Regions from separate parts of the Mus musculus genome. Here all the other regions are linked to region 2. A link is a contact called in public HiChIP or PLAC-seq data. All regions are on one chromosome and are shown on one strand. The core of a region is the stretch at or near the end of the contact, and the rest is flanking DNA. Distances in the headings are between cores, read along the strand shown. Region 1 overlaps Gm12610 (predicted gene 12610). Region 2 overlaps Gm34568 (predicted gene, 34568). Region 3 overlaps Gm12610 (predicted gene 12610).

Region 1 (2,965 bases), core at 267-2,766, 480 kb after region 2:
CTTTGTTGGAGTAGGTGTGTCACTATGGGCATGGGCTTTAATATCTTAGTCTTAGCTCCCTAAGTCAGTCTTCCACTAGCAGCCCTCAGATGAAGCTGCTGAACACTCAGCTCTGCCTGCACCATGTTTGCCTATATGCTACCATGTTCTTGCCTTGACAACAATGGACTGAACCTCTGAACCTTATACGAGTTGCCTTGGTCATGGTGTCTGTTCATAGCAGTAAAACCCTACCTAAGACACTTACAGTCATTTGGTGAGTATTCCAACTCCTTGTGCTCCGTAGGCTTGTTGCCTTCCTTGAGCCTTGGCTTCCAGGTAGAACCCCAGCTATCATGTCTAGTGTTAGACTCCCACTGATGGAGATTATGATAAGAAGACTTTAGAAACTAATCTTTGGGCAGTTTGTGGTAGTTGAAACATTGGTAAACATAGGAATTTAAATATGTCTTAAAAGATAAAATACAATTATTCAGTGAACATCTGAAAAGTATTCACTATCACCAGTCACCAGGGAAATAATAATCAAAATTACATGAAATATTATCAGACCATAGTTAGAATGGCTACCATAAAAAACCCATAACATAAATGCTGATGAAGATGTGGAAAAATAGAATTCTTAGGTTTTTGTGTGTGGGTAATGCAGTCAGTAGGTTGATTTTGGAAAGCAGTAGGTAGAATCCTCCTGAACTAGAAGTAGACTTAGCATGTGATCAAGTGGTTAAACTCCTGTCTATTTATTCAAAGGAGATGAAGGCAGAACACAACAGACGAGCTCATAACCCATAGCCGCCTGTCAATAGACAAACAGAAAAGGAGAGATGGAGTATTATGCAGCCATAAGAAGAATGAGAACTTGCTATTTGAAACAGAGTGGATAGAAATGAATGTCATGCTAACCAAAACAAGACAGCAGAAGGACAAGAACAAGTACTCTGTTTGCTTTCCAGTGTGCAAATGAAGAGTAACCACATTAGGAATTAGACGTAGAGGTAGAAGAATTGTTCCTAGGAACTGGCTGGGAGGGGCTGAAGTTAGAAGGACAGACATATGCACACAATCCATACGTGCTGTAAGAAATGAGTGTAAGAAACATCACAGTGAGTTCCACTAATTTGCAAAAGTAATATATGCTATTAACAAAATAATCATGAGACTCACTTGACATTCCATATCCCATGAGCAAGACGAGCAGTAATTGCAGCAAACGTGGCCTGACCAGAGTAAGGAAGCCACTATCTTAGACTGCTCGGGGTGGAAGGTCTGAGTCACCTTATTAGGTTAGAAAAAAGTGTCGAATGATCATGAGGGGAATCTAATATGGGTGGTGGAAAGAGTTGATGACTATCGAGTACAGTGCAGGACCAGCTTCAGTAGGGAAGGCTGTTTTGTTCTATCAGGTCACATGTAGAGACTGGCTGGCTGACGGCCGCCTTGAAGCCTGAGAGGTAATTAACTGTAAGGCATAGGGGTAGCAGAGTGGTACAAAGGCTAGCCTGTGCGGGCTGCCTCTGGCTCCCTGACTCATATCCTCTTGGCCTCAGCTTTGATTACAGTGTAGCTTCAGCGGGTAGTTTGGCTTATGTCATGCTGGTGTTTTTCTCTAGCACCAGACATTTTACACTTTTGCCCTCAGACGTTTCCAGCGCCATAATTGCCCTCGGGGAGACCTCTGTTCAGGTGATTACATTCAGTGGGGAGGTATACCGGGGTTTTCATCCCATGGCAAGACTCAACAAATGTGAGATGCAAGCTGACAGATGAACATGGTGGCTCCTCTGGAAGTTGATTTCCAAAGGTGTCCCACACATACCTCAGAAGGTTCCAGACAGACTGTCAGTTCCCACAATAATGATGATTACAAAGCCCTCGTGGATTGCGCTAGTTTTCTTTCAGTTTCTCATGCCTGATCCTTTTATATGCTCTCTTCCTGCTCAGGCACTGCTTTTGTGCAAACTCAAACTGAAACAAAAATCTTTAAACCTCAATACCTCTGTTTTCCATTCTGCTCCATCTTATGACCATCCTTGCTGCTTCCCAACATGGGTCAAGAAAAAGAATAGGCAGGTAGGATTGTCAATAGGTAATTCAACAGGATTTCTAAAAGCTTTTGCAATGCCAAATGCAAAGGGTCCCCTCACTTGATAGTCTAAGGAGTGATGGAAGTAGTTCATCTTGTAGCCATTTTCTCCATAAAGAATCTGCTTTCATTTCAACATCTTACACTCCTGAGGCATCTCGATTTTTTTCCCCTTATGTTTCTTGTTTTCTCCTCCTCCTCCCCCTCCTCCTCCTCCTCCTTCTTCTTCCTTTTATTTTTGAAGTACCTGGTTCATAGGTGTAGAGAGTTTACAAAGGCAATTTCCCTTTAAACTTGGAAATCCAGAAATTTCTGGCCCTCTCTCACAGTTGAGTAATGTGGACTTACATGTCAGCAACAATTTCTGTAATGTGTCTGAAGACTATCCCGTTTTGTTTCTAGTCTTGCTGTGGAAAGATCCCTGATAAAATCCTGTATAATCCTGTACGATTTTATTCGTCGTTGGAAAAACCCTTTGTTCTTTAGCCCCAACTTTCTAACATTTCAAATTCTGTGCCGTGATAAAGATCTGATGTTAAAGTTCCTGACTACTATGTCAAAAATGTCCACAGATATGTATTAATCTTTAGAAACATTTCAGTTTTCGGCTGTAGTTTAAATAAGATGAGACCATCAGGAAGCTCTGCACTCACTCATTCCCCAGGCCTGATTGTCTCTTGTCCTTTTTCCAAGACTGCATTCTCATTCTGTCATTTCTTCAACCTAAGCAACTTTGCTGAGAACAGACTCTCTGGCAGTATGTTTCCTGAGTTTCCATTTATCTGGAAAACTCTATTTTCTTTAAATATATTTTCACTGGATATAGCTCCCTGACTATTTTTATATTGATTTTGTTTTTTAAAAAACCATTTTATTTAGTCT
Region 2 (2,860 bases), core at 21-2,520:
TCACTTTTGCAATACTTACAAGGCTGCTGGTGTACAACAAGACTTTTGTCTCAAGTCAGATCTAACGAGGCAAGTTGTTTGTACATGCTAATGGAATAGATGCCCTCATTTGTTCTTGCAGCAATTGCAGCATGATTACTACTTATAAAGACCCCCCGGGGGATGTGCATTTTTTTTTGCAAGCTATAAGCTCTTCCTCACTTAAGCTTTTCTTTACTTTAAAGAATGAACATTTTTAAAGGCAACTATATTTGTTTTAAAGGACTAACAGCAATTGCAACCAAGCAATAATTTTGAACTTTTGATTATTGTCAGCAATTTGCTTTAGAGTGACTAAAGCCTAAAAATTGGTTCAAATATCTACTTCATAGACATTAAAAAAAAGTTGGCTGACTCAAATACGTTCTGAACTCTCTATTGAAGAGGCAACCTCTCAGCTAGGGGCCTACAAAATTCTCACTTAGCTTGCTCTCTGGAGCTGTGGAACACCACCACACTTCCTCAGTTCCCTGGTAGCAGATTAGTACCTCCTGCCCTGTCTATAGAAACCCAGCAGGACGTTTCTATAGATACCACCTTGCCTTCCTTTTATTGGGTTTTCAGTGGTTCTATCTTTAACCATACCTACACTTTCAAAGAGCTAGGCAGGCTGCTTGGCTTCAGTGCAAATGCAAACGCTGAGATGGCTCAGCCTACTTTTATTCTAAAAAGGAACGCACAAATAGGAAGAGTGATGCTGCAAAGAGAGAACACTACAGAATTGCTGTAGTAGAGATCAAGTACCACGCCAGATGCACAAGTAGAAGATGAGTTTAATTGGTTATCTACTACAAGAGTTCTAACCTAAATGATCAGAACCAAGAATTTCACTGAGTTTCTAGAAGTATCTTGGGTAGATGATCTTATTTCAACTCATTAAAACAGCCCCATTTACCTAATTCAACTGAATTGTTGGACCATCACCTTTTTCAGGAGAACATGAAAGTCAAGAATTAGTTGCTCTCTGCTTCCAAATGCTGTTTACTTCAGAAAGCTCCAGCCAACTACATTTCCTGTCTTGGTCTCTTTTTTCACACGTTTCTCTTTCCGGCTTTATTTTTTTCACTTGACCTTTCCTCTCAATATCTTTTCAATTTTCAAAGAGGCATGTGTTGGGGCACAGTTGGATTTGGGCAATAGGCTTAGGGCAGGAAGGTGTGGTTAGGGTGGAGGGGGTAAGAAGCCATTCTGGCTGCTTTATTTTCTCATCTCAAGTCCTGGTAAAAGGCAGGCTTTGTATGTGTGGGTGTTTTTCTATGATGTGCAAGTACGCACAACTCTATTTTCTCAAGTGAGTAACTATGAGTGTACATATCTTGGAATAATCCACAAATTTATGTAAGCTACAAAGGAAACTGCACACTCACAGGAAATTTTACTTGATTCACAGCTTTACAGACAATGCAACCAGTTAGTGTCTACCGAACTAGTTACATAGAGAAGAGCATGCTTTCTTTTTATTTTATTCTTAATGGAAATAAGTAACTCATTTGCTTGGAAAGAAATCACTTTGTTGAATAAATGCCTTCATAAGCCCAGGACAAATTTAATTCAGTATTGTTTGGGTTATAGCAACAGAATGCAACATTGTTAATTTTCCAACAAAAAGGGGGTAACTTAGTGATTCACAATAAATTTCCAAGACAATATGTGCAGAAATCCTTGTGGAAAAATGCTTTTAAGTATTGCTTATGATTTGAGTGAGAGGGCAGGGATAGAGATTTAGAATTTCTCAAAGAATGTTGGAGCAGAGTGAGCCCTTAGGAACCCTGGGTACAGTCCCTCATTTTATAAATAGATACTATCTACCTCTTAAATGAGGAAGAGGAGGAGCCTAATGTTTCTGCACTTTCCGTTAAATCTATATAGCCCATTAAAAAGTAAAACATGTACTCATCTGCATTATATTTAAATCATGAATATATTATATAGAAATCTAAACCAGGCATACATATCTGTCTTTTGAAGCACCTATCATTTCTTGTACACACACACACACACACACACGGGGGGGAGGGGGATGCGTATTCAATCTTGGGAGCCATTCACATTACTGTTTTTTGTTTTAAATTTTTTCTTAGTTTTTTTTTTAAGAGTTCCATGCCATATGTTTTAATCATATTCACTGCCCCCCCCCCCAAACTCTTCTCCAATTCATCAGTCTCTTCCCAACTCAACAAACTTTGTAATTTTTTTCAATCTTTCATGGACAATTTCTGTTTTTGAGACAGGGTCTCTGAGGTCTAGAGCTTACCAAGTGGGCTGACCAAGGGGGCCGGCAAGTCCCAGGGCTGGGCTTATCTTTGCTTTCCCGGTACTGGGATCATGAATACGTGGCAGGACACCAGCTGTTTTCCATGAGTTCTGGGAATCAAATTCAGGCCCTTGTTCCTATAAGGCAAACACTTTACAAACAGAACCTAGGCCCACTTATTACTTCCTGGTGGGGAAATGTTCAAACTCTTTTCTGTGAGACAAAGAGTAAGAGAATATGTTATTACCTATTGTCACTGTCCTGTGCAACACACCACTAGAACTTTTTTTCTACCTAACTGTAAGTTAATACCTGATAATTAGCCTCTTTCCGTTCTTTCTCCCTCCCTACACTTACCAGCCTCTGGTAATTATCATTTCACTCTTCATTTCTAAGAGATGGATTTTTTTTTCTCCTCTGCTGTTAGTGAGGTCACGCAGGTGCGGGACTTTCTGTGCCTGCTCATTTCACTTAACATAATGACCTCTGGTTTCATCAGTGCTGCTACAAACCACAGGGTTTCATTCTTTCATGAAAATATGAATCATATTCATGAACGTGTGGCGT
Region 3 (2,900 bases), core at 9-2,508, 400 kb after region 2:
ATACTCTATATGTTACAGAGCACTGAAAGAGCCCAAATCTTCAAATTTCTATCAACTGTCAAACAATGGCTCTTAAGTAACTATCTTCATAATCCCTTACTTAGTCTATTGCTTTTAAAATTAAGTTGTAGCTGTGTGTGATAACACACACCTTTAATCCAGTCACCCAGGATGTAAAGGTAGGAGGTTATTTGTGAGTTCAAGGCCATCATGGTCTTCATTATCAAGACCCAGGACATCTAGAATTACACAGAGAGACCCCATCTAAAAAACAAAAAACCCCAAACCAACCCCCCCAAAATCTTTGTTTCCATTTCTTCTTCTTTCTTTTCTTTTTTTTTTAAAGATTTATTTATTTTATTTATATGAGTATATTTTAGCTGTCTTCAGACACCAGAGGAGGGCATCAGATCCCATTACAGATGGTTGTGAGCCACCATGTGGTTGCTGGGATTTGAACTCAGGACCTCTGGAAGAGCAGTTAGTGCTCTTAACTGCTGAGCCATCTCTCCAGCCCAGGTTGCCATTTCTTAAGTCCTTTAGATCCCAGAAACATGAAGTACATGTTGGTTACTTGGTTACTCTTCAGAACTTGAAAAAAAGATTGTATTGCTGAAGATATCATATTCTTGAGTCATAGACCACAAATAAATCAAGCTTTGACCAACCTGGAAGCTTCATCTTTCCTGGCTAACTTTCATAATGCTACAAGGTTCTATTTAGAGTAGTGGGGGAGGGAGAAAAGTATTCGACCATTGTACTTAGCTGTGAGCTCCATGAGATACAATAATGACTAGCCTGGCAAGATATGCCCCGGGGTGCAATATGGCACAAGTGAGAACAACCTATAGCTTCCTGCTTATGTTTAAAAGTTCCCTTTAGAAGACAGAACTCATGCCTGGTATTGTTAACTGGGCCAAATGTGTCTGGCTACGTCATAGCCCTAGGGGAGAATACAATATTATTATTCTATGTATTATTAAATTGCCACTGAGATCTATTTATACTGAGATTAGTACTGTATTCTCAGCAGAAGAGCTTCTTTTCATAGTAGGTGGTAATTAATACAAAGATCCACAACTTGCCAATGTGTAGAGCGTAAGAGATCATTCAGTGGTCAGCTCAAAATGAGATGTCTGTATCACACACTTTCTACTCAAGGGTCAGTAAGAGCAAAAGGAATGGGAGCAGCAAGATCATAAGAGGCAGCTAGGGGATGTCTGCAGTGAAACAGTATTTGCTGGGCGTGGCACAAGGGTTGCACACATGAACTCACCGTGGCTGTGACTGCCAGCATGGATCAGGGAGAGGCCTCACGAATTCCCCAGTTGTGAAGATGGTAATGGCTGCTGTGGGAGGGAGGCTCTTTGTTGTTCATGGATTCAGTTAAGAGACTACCTGTGCTTCAATTCATGGTCCTACACTCATGCACGTACAGGCAGAGCTAAATGTTTATCAAAAACAGAACACATGAAGTTGGGAGGGAAAGTGGTGTGTGTATAAGAGGATTTTGAAGGGAAGAAATGGGGATGGCATGTTTGATTAAAGCATACTTATATACAATATGAAATTCCCAAACAGTAAAAATGAGTCATAGTCTATTATCAATACTTATTTAGATCAGTTCATGGATTTAAACAAGCAACCTGCTAAGCTAAAATGTGTTACCTTTATGCTTTAGAGCAGTGGTTCTCAGCCTTCCCAATGCTGCAGCCCTTTAATACAGTTCTTCATGCTGTTGTGACCCTCACCCATAAAATTATTTCATTGCTACTTCATAACTGTAGTTTTGCTACTGTTATGAATCATAATGTAAATATCTGATATGCTGTATACCTGATATGTGACCCTTATGAAAAAAAGAATTGCTTAACCCCAAGGGGGTCACAACTCACAGGTTGATAACCACTACTTTAGATGAAGAGGTTTAGGGAGGTTGTGCAAGTTGCCCAAAGTAGTGCAGAATCAAAGCATTACGTCATATTGTATGCTTTTTTTTTCCTTTTTGATCAAGTTGCACATGCTAGGCAAAAACCTTACCACTAAGGTACATTACCAGCCTTTCAGCTAGAAATATTGGATCCAAATGTCTTTCTGCCTCTAAGCTCAGAGATTTTGAACATTCATGATTAGTGTCTCATGGGTCAGAAAGTGAAATTTTTTTACACAACTATAAAGGAATCAGTATGATCTATGACTAATACACTTTCTGCAGAATTCCAGATTCTGTCTAAATATAGAAAATTCATTTTGAAAATGAACTCAGGGTTCTTTTGAGAATCAGGGCACTTCCTTAATCATATAGTAAGTGGGTTCGTGTGGCTTTCCAGTGATCAGTATGATTGGGTTGATCTAAGTGCCTTCCCACCTTTGTCCAGCCCCATATGGGTCATCTACATTTTTTTGTACTCTCAAAACAGGGACTGGAGAGGATGTGACACTATTTTGTCTCTGTATGCTTTGCCTATAGTCTCCCAGTCTATGGTATGCATGTGTATGCACACATTTGTATGTGTGCACATAGGTGTGTACAGGTGTGCATACACTTTGTGTGTGTGTGTGTGTGTGTGTGTGTGTGTGTGTGTGTGTGTGCTTTTGGGGGACAGAGGTCTAAGCTGGGCTATCTCCTTCACTTGCTCTTCATCATCTTAGTTTGTGAGGCAGGGTCTCTAGCTGAACCAGAACTCACTGATGAAGTTAGGCTGGACGAACAGGGATGTCTAGGGATCCATCTGTCTCTGCTTCCCCAGATCTGGTATTACAAATGTGTGTGACAAGACCAGCTTTTGAATGCATGCTGGGAATCTACACTCAGGTCCCCTTGGTCGTGCACTAAGCAATCTACCAATGGAGCCATCTCTCCAGTCCCTTCCAGTATGCTGTGGAGACATATTCATTTT

The links. HiChIP or PLAC-seq counts read pairs in DNA pulled down with a chosen protein or histone mark.
Region 1: a CTCF HiChIP or PLAC-seq map of the NIH/3T3 cell line shows a contact between it and region 2, with 10 read pairs. The contact joins two enhancer-like sites. A contact is called at or near these places in 1 of 15 datasets of contacts at CTCF or cohesin (the NIH/3T3 cell line) and 1 of 115 datasets of contacts at active chromatin or transcription factors (the NIH/3T3 cell line).
Region 3: a contact with region 2 is called in a CTCF HiChIP or PLAC-seq map of the NIH/3T3 cell line, with 8 read pairs. The contact joins two enhancer-like sites. A contact is called at or near these places in 1 of 15 datasets of contacts at CTCF or cohesin (the NIH/3T3 cell line) and 1 of 115 datasets of contacts at active chromatin or transcription factors (CD8 T cells).

Annotation. Positions count from the first base shown.
Region 1 is chr4:89,477,570-89,480,534 of GRCm38.p6, forward strand. The region is part of intron 7 of Gm12610 (predicted gene 12610); the gene reads left to right. Among named protein-coding and RNA genes, the nearest start is that of Cdkn2b, 170 kb to the left of the region's middle. Within about 2 kb of position 1,517, at least 83 of the 459 cell types and tissues checked have an H3K27ac peak or open chromatin away from gene starts, as enhancers often do. A contact at or near this core is called in the NIH/3T3 cell line, where this site is marked.
Region 2 is chr4:89,000,406-89,003,265 of GRCm38.p6, forward strand. The region is part of intron 1 of Gm34568 (predicted gene, 34568); the gene reads left to right. Among named protein-coding and RNA genes, the nearest start is that of Gm34568, 45 kb to the left of the region's middle. Within about 2 kb of position 1,271, at least 33 of the 459 cell types and tissues checked have an H3K27ac peak or open chromatin away from gene starts, as enhancers often do. A contact at or near this core is called in the NIH/3T3 cell line, where this site is marked.
Region 3 is chr4:89,401,248-89,404,147 of GRCm38.p6, forward strand. All of the region lies in intron 5 of Gm12610 (predicted gene 12610), which reads left to right. Among named protein-coding and RNA genes, the nearest start is that of Cdkn2b, 92 kb to the left of the region's middle. Within about 2 kb of position 1,259, at least 10 of the 459 cell types and tissues checked have an H3K27ac peak or open chromatin away from gene starts, as enhancers often do. A contact at or near this core is called in the NIH/3T3 cell line, where this site is marked.